Linked DNA regions of Mus musculus: all the other regions are linked to region 1. A link is a contact called in public HiChIP or PLAC-seq and Micro-C data. All regions are on one chromosome and are shown on one strand. Each heading gives the region's core, a stretch centred on a gene start, on an enhancer-like site or on the middle of the called end of the contact. The rest is flanking DNA. Distances are from core to core; before and after follow the strand shown.

The links. A called contact is a pair of places that touch in the nucleus more often than the background predicts. HiChIP or PLAC-seq counts read pairs in DNA pulled down with a chosen protein or histone mark.
Region 2: an H3K27ac HiChIP or PLAC-seq map of embryonic stem cells shows a contact between it and region 1, with 2.7 times the contacts expected there. The contact joins two enhancer-like sites. A contact is called at or near these places in 1 of 15 datasets of contacts at CTCF or cohesin (large pre-B cells), 2 of 484 Hi-C or Micro-C datasets (bone marrow-derived macrophages and nephron progenitors), 4 of 115 datasets of contacts at active chromatin or transcription factors (embryonic stem cells and stem cell-derived neural progenitor cells) and 1 of 9 other capture datasets (embryonic stem cells).
Region 3: a contact with region 1 is called in a Micro-C map of embryonic stem cells, with 2.9 times the contacts expected there. The contact joins the promoter of Rnf215 here to the enhancer-like site in region 1. A contact is called at or near these places in 11 of 39 promoter capture datasets (the C10 cell line, the HPC-7 cell line, embryonic stem cells and 5 more), 7 of 484 Hi-C or Micro-C datasets (the AML12 cell line, the HL-1 cell line, bone marrow-derived macrophages and 4 more), 4 of 115 datasets of contacts at active chromatin or transcription factors (acute myeloid leukemia, embryonic stem cells, large pre-B cells and 1 more) and 4 of 9 other capture datasets (adipose tissue, embryonic stem cells, liver and 1 more).

The regions. Positions count from the first base shown.
Region 1 is chr11:4,463,006-4,465,869 of GRCm38.p6, forward strand. No RefSeq gene overlaps it. Among named protein-coding and RNA genes, the nearest start is that of Hormad2, 23 kb to the left of the region's middle. Within about 2 kb of position 1,371, at least 5 of the 459 cell types and tissues checked have an H3K27ac peak or open chromatin away from gene starts, as enhancers often do. A contact at or near this core is called in embryonic stem cells, where this site is marked.
Region 2 is chr11:4,801,757-4,804,620 of GRCm38.p6, forward strand. Nf2 (neurofibromin 2) reads right to left here. Exons shown (of 17, transcript NM_001252250.1): 7 at 1,922-1,997. Among named protein-coding and RNA genes, the nearest start is that of Nf2, 46 kb to the right of the region's middle. Within about 2 kb of position 1,370, at least 95 of the 459 cell types and tissues checked have an H3K27ac peak or open chromatin away from gene starts, as enhancers often do. A contact at or near this core is called in embryonic stem cells, where this site is marked.
Region 3 is chr11:4,133,703-4,136,566 of GRCm38.p6, forward strand. Rnf215 (ring finger protein 215) reads left to right here and starts at 1,458. Exons shown (of 9, transcript NM_027859.3): 1 at 1,458-1,861; 2 at 2,112-2,255; 3 at 2,858-2,864. The coding sequence starts at 1,571.

The DNA of each region.
Region 1 (2,864 bases), core at 121-2,620:
CCCCCACCCCCAAGAAATCTCACATAAACCTTTCTCTTTGCTCAGCTCCCTGCTGCTTCTCACAAGAACAGAGGCAGCCGCCCTCCTGGGTTTTCCCCTCCCAGTAAGTCTCTTGTGTGAGGTTTGTTGTGTGGTGTGACTTTGTGGTAGTCCTTGGCTCCTGACTGCCAGGATAGCTCTCTGAGTAAAGTGGCAACACTTGAGCAGAGCTTTTGCTGTGCTGCAGCTGAAGCAAAGCTGTGACACTTCTGTAGGGGAAGCCTTTCCCTGCAGAGCTGCAACACGCACATCTAGCATTCAGGAGGCAGAGGCAAGCCTATCTCTGAGTTCAAGGCCAACCCAGTCTACAGAGCAAGTTCCAGGAAAGTCAGAGCTCAAGAAGAAACAAAACAAAACAAAACAAAACAAAACAAAACAAAACAAAACGCCAACAACAAAAACAAAGGAAGGAAGAAATTCATAACTCCAACATGCAGTTATTTTTAAAAACTATAAGAAAAAGTAATCCCAGCTGACTATAGTGGCACACGCCTGCAGTCTCAGCGACTCAAGAAACTAAAGCAGGGAGATTACAGGTTCGAGTCTAGCCTGGGCAACTTAGTGAGACCTGATTTAATATGAAAAAAGAGAGGTGTGTGTGCTGGAGATGCAGTTCAGTGGGAGAGAGCTTGCCTAGCACATGGGAAGCCCTGGGTGTGCCACCCACAGGGTGTGAACAGTAAGCCAGCCCCAGGAACACTCCGCACTGCATAGATCTGCATGTACCATTGTGGCACAGCAGGTCTGTTGACAGCAGCACCAGCCCAAACAGTTGACTAATGCATTGTACAGTGATGGTATGATGACCATGATATAATTAGGCAATAGGAAAATTTCAGTTCCATCCTAATTCCCTGGGACCACTGACACACTCTGTCTGCCATTGCCCAGGATGTCCTTATGCCACACATGACTGCATACAGTGATGAGGGTGGGGTCCCTATAGAGGAGAAAGCACAGATTTCTTAAAAACCAAAATGATGACATTACCAATAAGAAAACCCATGAAGATGGTTTTTATGGGCAGAGGGGTTCACCAAAAGCATGCTGTCTTAGTCAGGGTTTCTATTGCTGGGAAGAGACACCATGACCGCAGCAACTCTTATAAAGGAAAACCTTTAATTGGGGCCAGCTTACAGTTTCAGAGGGGTTAGTCCTTATTGTCATGTGGGAAACATGGCAGGATGAAGGCAGACATGATGCTGGAGAGATAGTTGAGTTCTATGTCTGGATCGGCAGACAGCAGGAGGAGAATGAGACACTGGGCCTGGCCTGGGCCTCTGGAACCTCAAAGCCCACCCCTCAGTGGCCACACCCACCCCAAACAAGGCCACACCCACTCCAACAAGGCTTTGTCTCCTAATCCTGTCAAATAGTGCCACTCCCTCTGAGCCTATCAGCACCATTTTCATTCAAACCACCACAAAAGCCAATGTCAAAAATGGACTCATTTGAGCAACAAAAATGAAGTAGGATGTAAATTTGTTCTTAGAATTAGAAAAGATGGTATGACACAGGGCTATTAAGGAGATGATTATATGTAAAGACAGGATCATCCATCTCTGAAAGACTGGCAGTGTCAGCGCATCAGTCCTGAATGGCAACCCAGGTATGAAGTAAACACCACAGGCATCTATTTTGACTTTAATAAATGACTGTGTAAATCAACAGAGGAAGCAGCAAATCCCCTGTGCAGAGGCACTCCAGACAGACACATCGGTTTTTCTTAGGGCATGGAGACTTTTCTCTGTGACTCCTGCATTAGGGAGGCAGTGATGCCGGATCAGGTGTTCAAGGTCATCTTGAGCTACAGAGTGAGTTTGAGGCTACTCTGGCCTGGGTGAGACCTCCATCACTAAGTATGGGCTTCCAAAGGGAGCGGTGTGAGCTGGGAGTATGGTTGGGGGTGCAATACTTGCTGAGCATGCTCAGTCAAGGCCATGAGTTTGGTTCCTACCCCTGCCCCCAGGACTGCAGGAAATTATTCACAGTTCAAAGCTTCTTTTTTTAGGTGCTGGGGCTTGATCTGAGCACCTTGCAGATGTACTAGCACTAAGCCAAGCCAAGCCTAGAAAGTTCAGAGAGACATTAAGTCACCAGAAAGTTTTCTTCTTTTACAAAAATATATGTGCATTTGAAAAAAATTAAAATGTGACTATTGCTTAGTCCAGAAACACTGTTTTTCATAACTTCCGATTAAAAGAGTCCTGAAGCATACAAAAGAATGTTAGAGCATAGGACAGCAATGGGTCCTCTGTGTACAGGGTGAGTGCTGTCCAGCGAGGGGCATCTCCTGATGATCCATGCATGCCCTTCCTGGGGTGTGCACAGGATTTGTGGATGCTTTACCAGGCAGCTGCGTTACACAGGCCAGCAGAGACTGGACAGGCTTGGTTTGATTTGGTTTGTATTTTTGTCTCTCTCAGGGCTGGGGTCTTATGTATGATAGACAAGAACTCTACCACTGCTGGATAGTGATGGCACACACCTTTAATCCCAGCACTTGGGAGGCAGAGGCAGGTGGATTTCTGAGTTTGAGGCCAGCCTGGTCTACAGAGTGAGTTCCAGGACAACCAGGGCTACACAGAGAAACCCTATCTTGAAACACCACCTCCCACCTACCCCCCCCAAAAAACTCTACCACTGAGACACAAGCTGCCCAGTCTGGTTGGCAGTTTTAATATTTTATTTATTTTGAGATAAATAAAGGCTCACTGTGTCACCTTGTCTGTTCTGGAACTTTCTTTGAAGATTTGGCCGGTCTTGAACTCACAGAGATCCAATAGCTTCTGCCTCGCAAGTGCTGGAATTAAATGTGTGTACCA
Region 2 (2,864 bases), core at 120-2,619, 340 kb after region 1:
AACTCACTTTTCAACTCACAGAGATCTGCCTGCCTCTGCCTCCTGAGTGCTCAGATTAAAAGTGTGTGTTACCACTGCCTAGCCCAAGAAATCCATTTTCTAAGGATTGCAAATGCTTTTTTCTTTTAAACAATTAATGTTGGTGGTGGGCAAGAGACAAAACCACAGAAATGCATTAGTCTAACCTCAAAGAAACAGATGTCAAACACAAACTAATAAAACTTTTAATTATTTAATACTTACTAATTTGTGTGTGTTGTGTGAATGCATGCTTATGCCACAGCACACATGTGAAGATCATAGGACCATGTGCCGTACAGTAAGAACAAGAGTTCTCTCCTTTCACCGTGTGAATTCCATGACCTGAACTCAGCATGTCAGGCCTGGCAGCAATTGCCTATCTACTACTCCATCTCACTGGCCCTCATGACACACGAGAAACAACCTTCTGCATTCTTTTTTATTCTTATTTTTTTAAAGATTTGTTCTTATTTTGATGGTTTTTAGTTACGTATTTCTGTGTCTGTGCACATAAGTGCAAGTGCCCTCAGAATCCACAGGCCTCAGATCCCCTGGAGCTGGAATGTCAGGCAATTGTGAGCCTCCCAAACCACGAGCTGGGACTTGAACTCAGGTCCTGCTACAAGTAAAATATCTTTTAGGCCCTTGCTTATTGTGGTAGTACATTTCAGTGTGCCCTGGTTTTTTTGTTTGTTTGTTTGTTTTTTGTTTTGTTTTTAAAGTTTTTTTTAAGATGTTTATTTATTGTTATACATAAGTACACTGTAGCTGTCTTCAGACACCAGAAGAGGGCGTCAGATCTCATTACCGGTGGTTGTGAGCCACCATGTGGTTCCTGAACTCAGGACCTTTGGAAGAGCAGTCAGTGTTCTTAGCTACTGAGCCATCTCACCAGCCTTTTGGGTTTTTTTTGAGACAGGGTTTCTCTGTGTAGCCCTGGCTGTCCTGGAACTCACTCTGTAGACCAGGCTGGCCTTGAACTCAGAAATCTGCCTGCCTCTGCCTCCCAAGTGCTGGGATTAAAGGCGTGCACCACCACACCCGGCTTATGCCCTGATTTTTAATGCAAAAAAAAAAAAAAAAAAAAAAAATCCACAAAAACCTGCATTTAGGAAACAAATTAAGTAGAAAGCTATCCTAGAATACTGAAATCATGCTTAATTCAATTTACTCAACGTTAACATAAAGGCTGTCTGTAGGACCCCAAAAGGGGGAAGCAAAGAGTTTGTGGGATAGTCCAGGGGATGGCTGCAGCTGACCTTCAATGGCTACTCCTCTGTAGCCAAGCTTCCTGGCACCCGCCACCCAGCAGTGAGGAAAAGCCCGGTACTTGGCATGTGCTCCTCTGGAGGAAGCCATGAATACCGCAGCCAGCAGCCAAATCCCCCAACGAGCGAGAAACACGCTCTAGGGCCAGACCTGAACAGAACACAAATGCCTTTCTCTGCAGAGGCATGGTTCCCGGAGGCCTGCAGACCATTAATGGTCTGAATAGAAAACTAATTAGCCTCACAGTGAGAACAAGAGTTCCACCCAAACAAATTAGGAATCTCTAAGAGCAGTGGGCCCCGGGGAAAGACATTATTTCCAGGTGCTCCTTGGATTTCCCAAGAGGCCGGAATAATCAAACATTACATGGCCAGCATTCCAACAGGTCTCTGCTAAGAAGAGAACCGGGCCTGAGTCCCTCAGGGTACCAATGACACTTAATTTGATCTATTTCTGATCTAATTCGAAGCCCCAAATGAAACCAGGCTCTCGACCTTGTCTTCCCGTTTCTTCTTTACTACTGAACCATAAAGACTCTAAGCACCCTGGGATGAGGAAGTGACCCATCTGCCTGTGTGGCCTCGACTCAGTCTTTCTGAGAGCCAGGGAACTGGGGAAGGAGTCAACGCACCCGGATTGTAAAGTAGTTCACACCATACATCTCCAGGTCCTGAGCTATCTTCAAATACTCCATTTCAGCTTCATCCCTGTGAGGAGAATAGAAGACACCATTATTAGGGCTAAGTGACAAGGATGAAGGACAGACTCTTGCCAAGTCAAATATTCTGAGCATGCCTCTGGTGAGATAGAAGGGACCTGCAGAAGATGAGACAGACCAGACACAGCAACACTTTTCTCAACCCAGAGATTCCCATCCCCGTGAAAATAAGAAAACAGATTCATTACACTGACTCTTGGCTTCAATTTCACACTCTGGCCTTGGTAAATAGTGACATCTGTCTCAAGTGATTTAAAAAAAAGAACGTGGGGGCTGGGAGTGTAGCTCAGCAGCAAAGCACTCACTCCGCATGCGCAAAGCTCTAGGTTCCATCCCCGGCATTGGCAGAAAGAAAAAACAAAGCCACAGTGCATTCATTCTTTCCGACCTCAAATGCACGAAGTCACTGCCTGTCTCTGTGTACTTCCTTAACCTAGAGCTTCAGTAATGAAGGGGCCTCTCTAGAAGCTGACAACACCCACTTTCCTGGTTTTATCTCTTGGGTTACTGCTGAAGATTAAGGCAAGAACTATCTGAGCCATAAAACCCAGGCCAGTAGGTGAATGCTTCTGTGTTGTAAGTCGAGCTTAAAGCAAGCTCTGGATGCAGCAGTGACTTGCAGAAAACTCCCTGAGAGGTAAAAGTACTGAAGTATTTAACTCAAGCTTCCCTGTGACCTTGTTCTTGTCCTCTCTCTCATCTCGAAACACTCTCGAATGGATTTAAAAATTCACCCTGAGAGAATGCCAAGTGTTGGCAGGCAGGCGGAAGAACCAGAAATCACATACACTGCTGATGCAAAGTGATTCAATTACTTTGGGAAACTATTCAACATTACCTATAACAGCAAAAACCA
Region 3 (2,864 bases), core at 208-2,707, 330 kb before region 1:
GCTGGGAATTAAACCCAGATCTTCTGAAAGAGCAGCCAGTGCTCTAATTACTGATCCATCTCTCCAGTTGCTACACACGTCATTTAACATCTTTTTTTTTTTTTAAAGAGGGTCTCACTGTATAATAGGCTGGTCTCAAACTCCTGCTTTACCCTCCCAAGTGCTGGGATTACAGGCATGCCCATCATAATGTAGTTTTTCTGTCATTAAAAACAAACAAGCCGGGTGTGGTGGCGCACACCTTTAATCCCAGCACTTGGGGGGCAGAGGCAGGAAAATTTCTGAGTCGGAGGTCAGCCTGGTCTACAAAGTGAGCTCCAGGACAGCCAGGGCTACACAGAGAAACTCTGTCTTGAAAAAACAAAAAAACAAAAACAAAAACAAACAAACAAAAAAAACAAGACCAAAAAAACAAACAAACAGCTCTCAAGCACTTGAAATCATCAAAATCGTGTTCTCTATTAAAATGTTAAAGTTGTATTTGAGTCTTTAATTCACATGGTTTTCCTTATGCACGGTGCAGTAGGGGTCCAATTTCACGTCTTTTCCCGGTGGTACCTAACTTTGTTGTGATTTAGCAAAGAGCAAGCCATAGCACCTCCTCCCAGGTCCCCAAGTGCAATACCTCCTCTGACAACCAATTTTACATATGTGCTGACTGATTTTATGTCAATTCCCTGTTTGCAGGCCAGCCGAGCTTCTTCTCTACATCTCTGTCTCCTTCTGGGAATATTTTAGTCATTGCATCCTGGTGGCTAACCAGGTTTCTATTTTCTGTAGATTTTAATATTTTATTACAAAGTGGGAGGGGGTGTTGCAGCTCATTAGCTCTTTGCCCTTTTATCAGGGTACAATTTGTAAAAGGCTCAGGTTTCAGATTGAGCCAGCTACCAGCAACCACAAACCTCTGGGCTGAAGGACAAATTTTCGGACAAAAGCGGAACCTTCTCATTCCAGTAAGCACTGGCGATCATGTTAGAAGCAAGGCAGTGCAGGTTTAGATCAAGTCCATTTTACAGGCGAGGACAGCCCAGTGCTCCGTGCCACTATGGCTCTGCCTGGTTTGTACAGCTTCGTGTGCCCAGCCCTCCTCCCTGCTCCTTTAAAACCATGGCCTCAGTCTCCCCATCTGCTTTCTGTGATTCTCTGCAGCCTGCTCGCTGATCCCATGAAAGAACACTGACCCAGAGGAGGATGAGACATAGCCTTGACAACACCGTAGGTCAATCAGCCCAGACCCTTATACCTCCCTCGCCCCTACATTTCTCCAATCCTGAGACAACCGCACCTATCTCCACTGACAGACAACTTGGTGAGCTCTCCAAGGCTCTAAGGTATTTGCTCCATCGCAGCTCCTCAGGCCTCCTACATTAGGTTTCTCAGGAGCCACCAGGAGGCGCTCTCGCTGTCAAGCACCAACTCAGCCCCCCCCTCCCCGCACCGCCCCCTCCGGCTGCGGCCCCGCCCCTCCCGGTGCCGAGCCCCGCCCTGTCCGGCGCGGCCTGGCTCACTCTGTTCTCCCGGTCCCCGGGACCTTAGACTACGGCCTCGCCACCTCTCCGGTCGGATCATGGGCTCTGCCGATCGCCCCGCGCTGAGGTCGCCTTCGTTGCCGCCCCCTCCCCCATCGCCGCCGTCGCCGCTGCTGCTACTGCTGCCTCTGCTGCCTTTGTGGCTGGGCCTGATGGGCCCGGGAGCGGCGGCGGACGGCAGCGAGCCGGCGACCGGGGAGGGACGGGGCGGAGCCCGCTCAGTGCGAGTGGATGTGAAACTGCCGCGGCAGGACGCCTTGGTTTTGGAGGGCGTCAGAATCGGTCCGGAAGACGGTCCGGAACCTCTGCTGGGTGGCCGCCTGCTGCTGGTGAGCTCAGCCCCGCCTAAACTTGCCATGACCCTCGGATAGACCCCGCTGTCTTCATCCAGAAGCTAGCCCTTGACAGCCCAGAATGCTACTACTTCCCAGCCTTCAGGAGTTGGCAAACCTGACAGCCACATGCCCCTTCCACACTCATTCCCGTACCCGTACCCTGACCTTGCGTGCTTTGTGGCAGACCCGGGCTGCCTCTTCTATTCCCCTTGCCTCCTTCTTTTCATGGCTCCTCGTTACACAGATGGATGTCGTGGATGCTGAGCAAGAGATACCCGTAGATGGCTGGATTGCAGTGGCATATGTGGGCAAAGAGCAGGTCGCCCAGTTCCACCAAGAGAATCAAGGCAGTAGCCAGAAGGCATATCCCAAGGCTCTGGTCCAGCAGGTGCAAAGGGTGTTTGAGGGAAGGGGAGAAAGAAAATGCATTCGAAACATCTGCTAGAGCCAGGCTAACAGGTGGCCTATGAGGAGCCTTTCCAGAGAAGCCCTGGGCCCGAGTGGGTCAGCAAACACCAGTATGGAGCATCAAAGCAGTGTGATGGGGAGGAGGTGGAGAGACTTGCTGGGGAAAGTGGACCTGCTCTGGTGATAGGAGCTGGCAAGGGTGGAGAGCTGCTTTGCTAGGACTAGGGCCAATGAAAAGAATTTTGGATCCTACAGAATGAAAGGAGCATAAGTTTCTCACACACATGATAATGTACAAATTTCTTAAAATCAAGAATATTCTTTATGTAACTATGGTGTAGGAAAGTTAGCATCTATAAAATGTTGTGATCTATGTTCCATAACTAAATATTGCCTTAGTCCACAACCATCGTGTGTTGCCTTTGGCTGTCATTATCTCTTCGGCCTCCAAAACCATCCCTTAGCTTTGGCTTGACTTCAGGGAGCTTATAGCTAGTCTATCCAGATGTCGGGCTCCTGAGAGCTGGGGCCGTGGGTAAGGCAGGTGTGTGACAGCCTCCCACCTTCCGTCTTCCCTTGCAGATGCGTC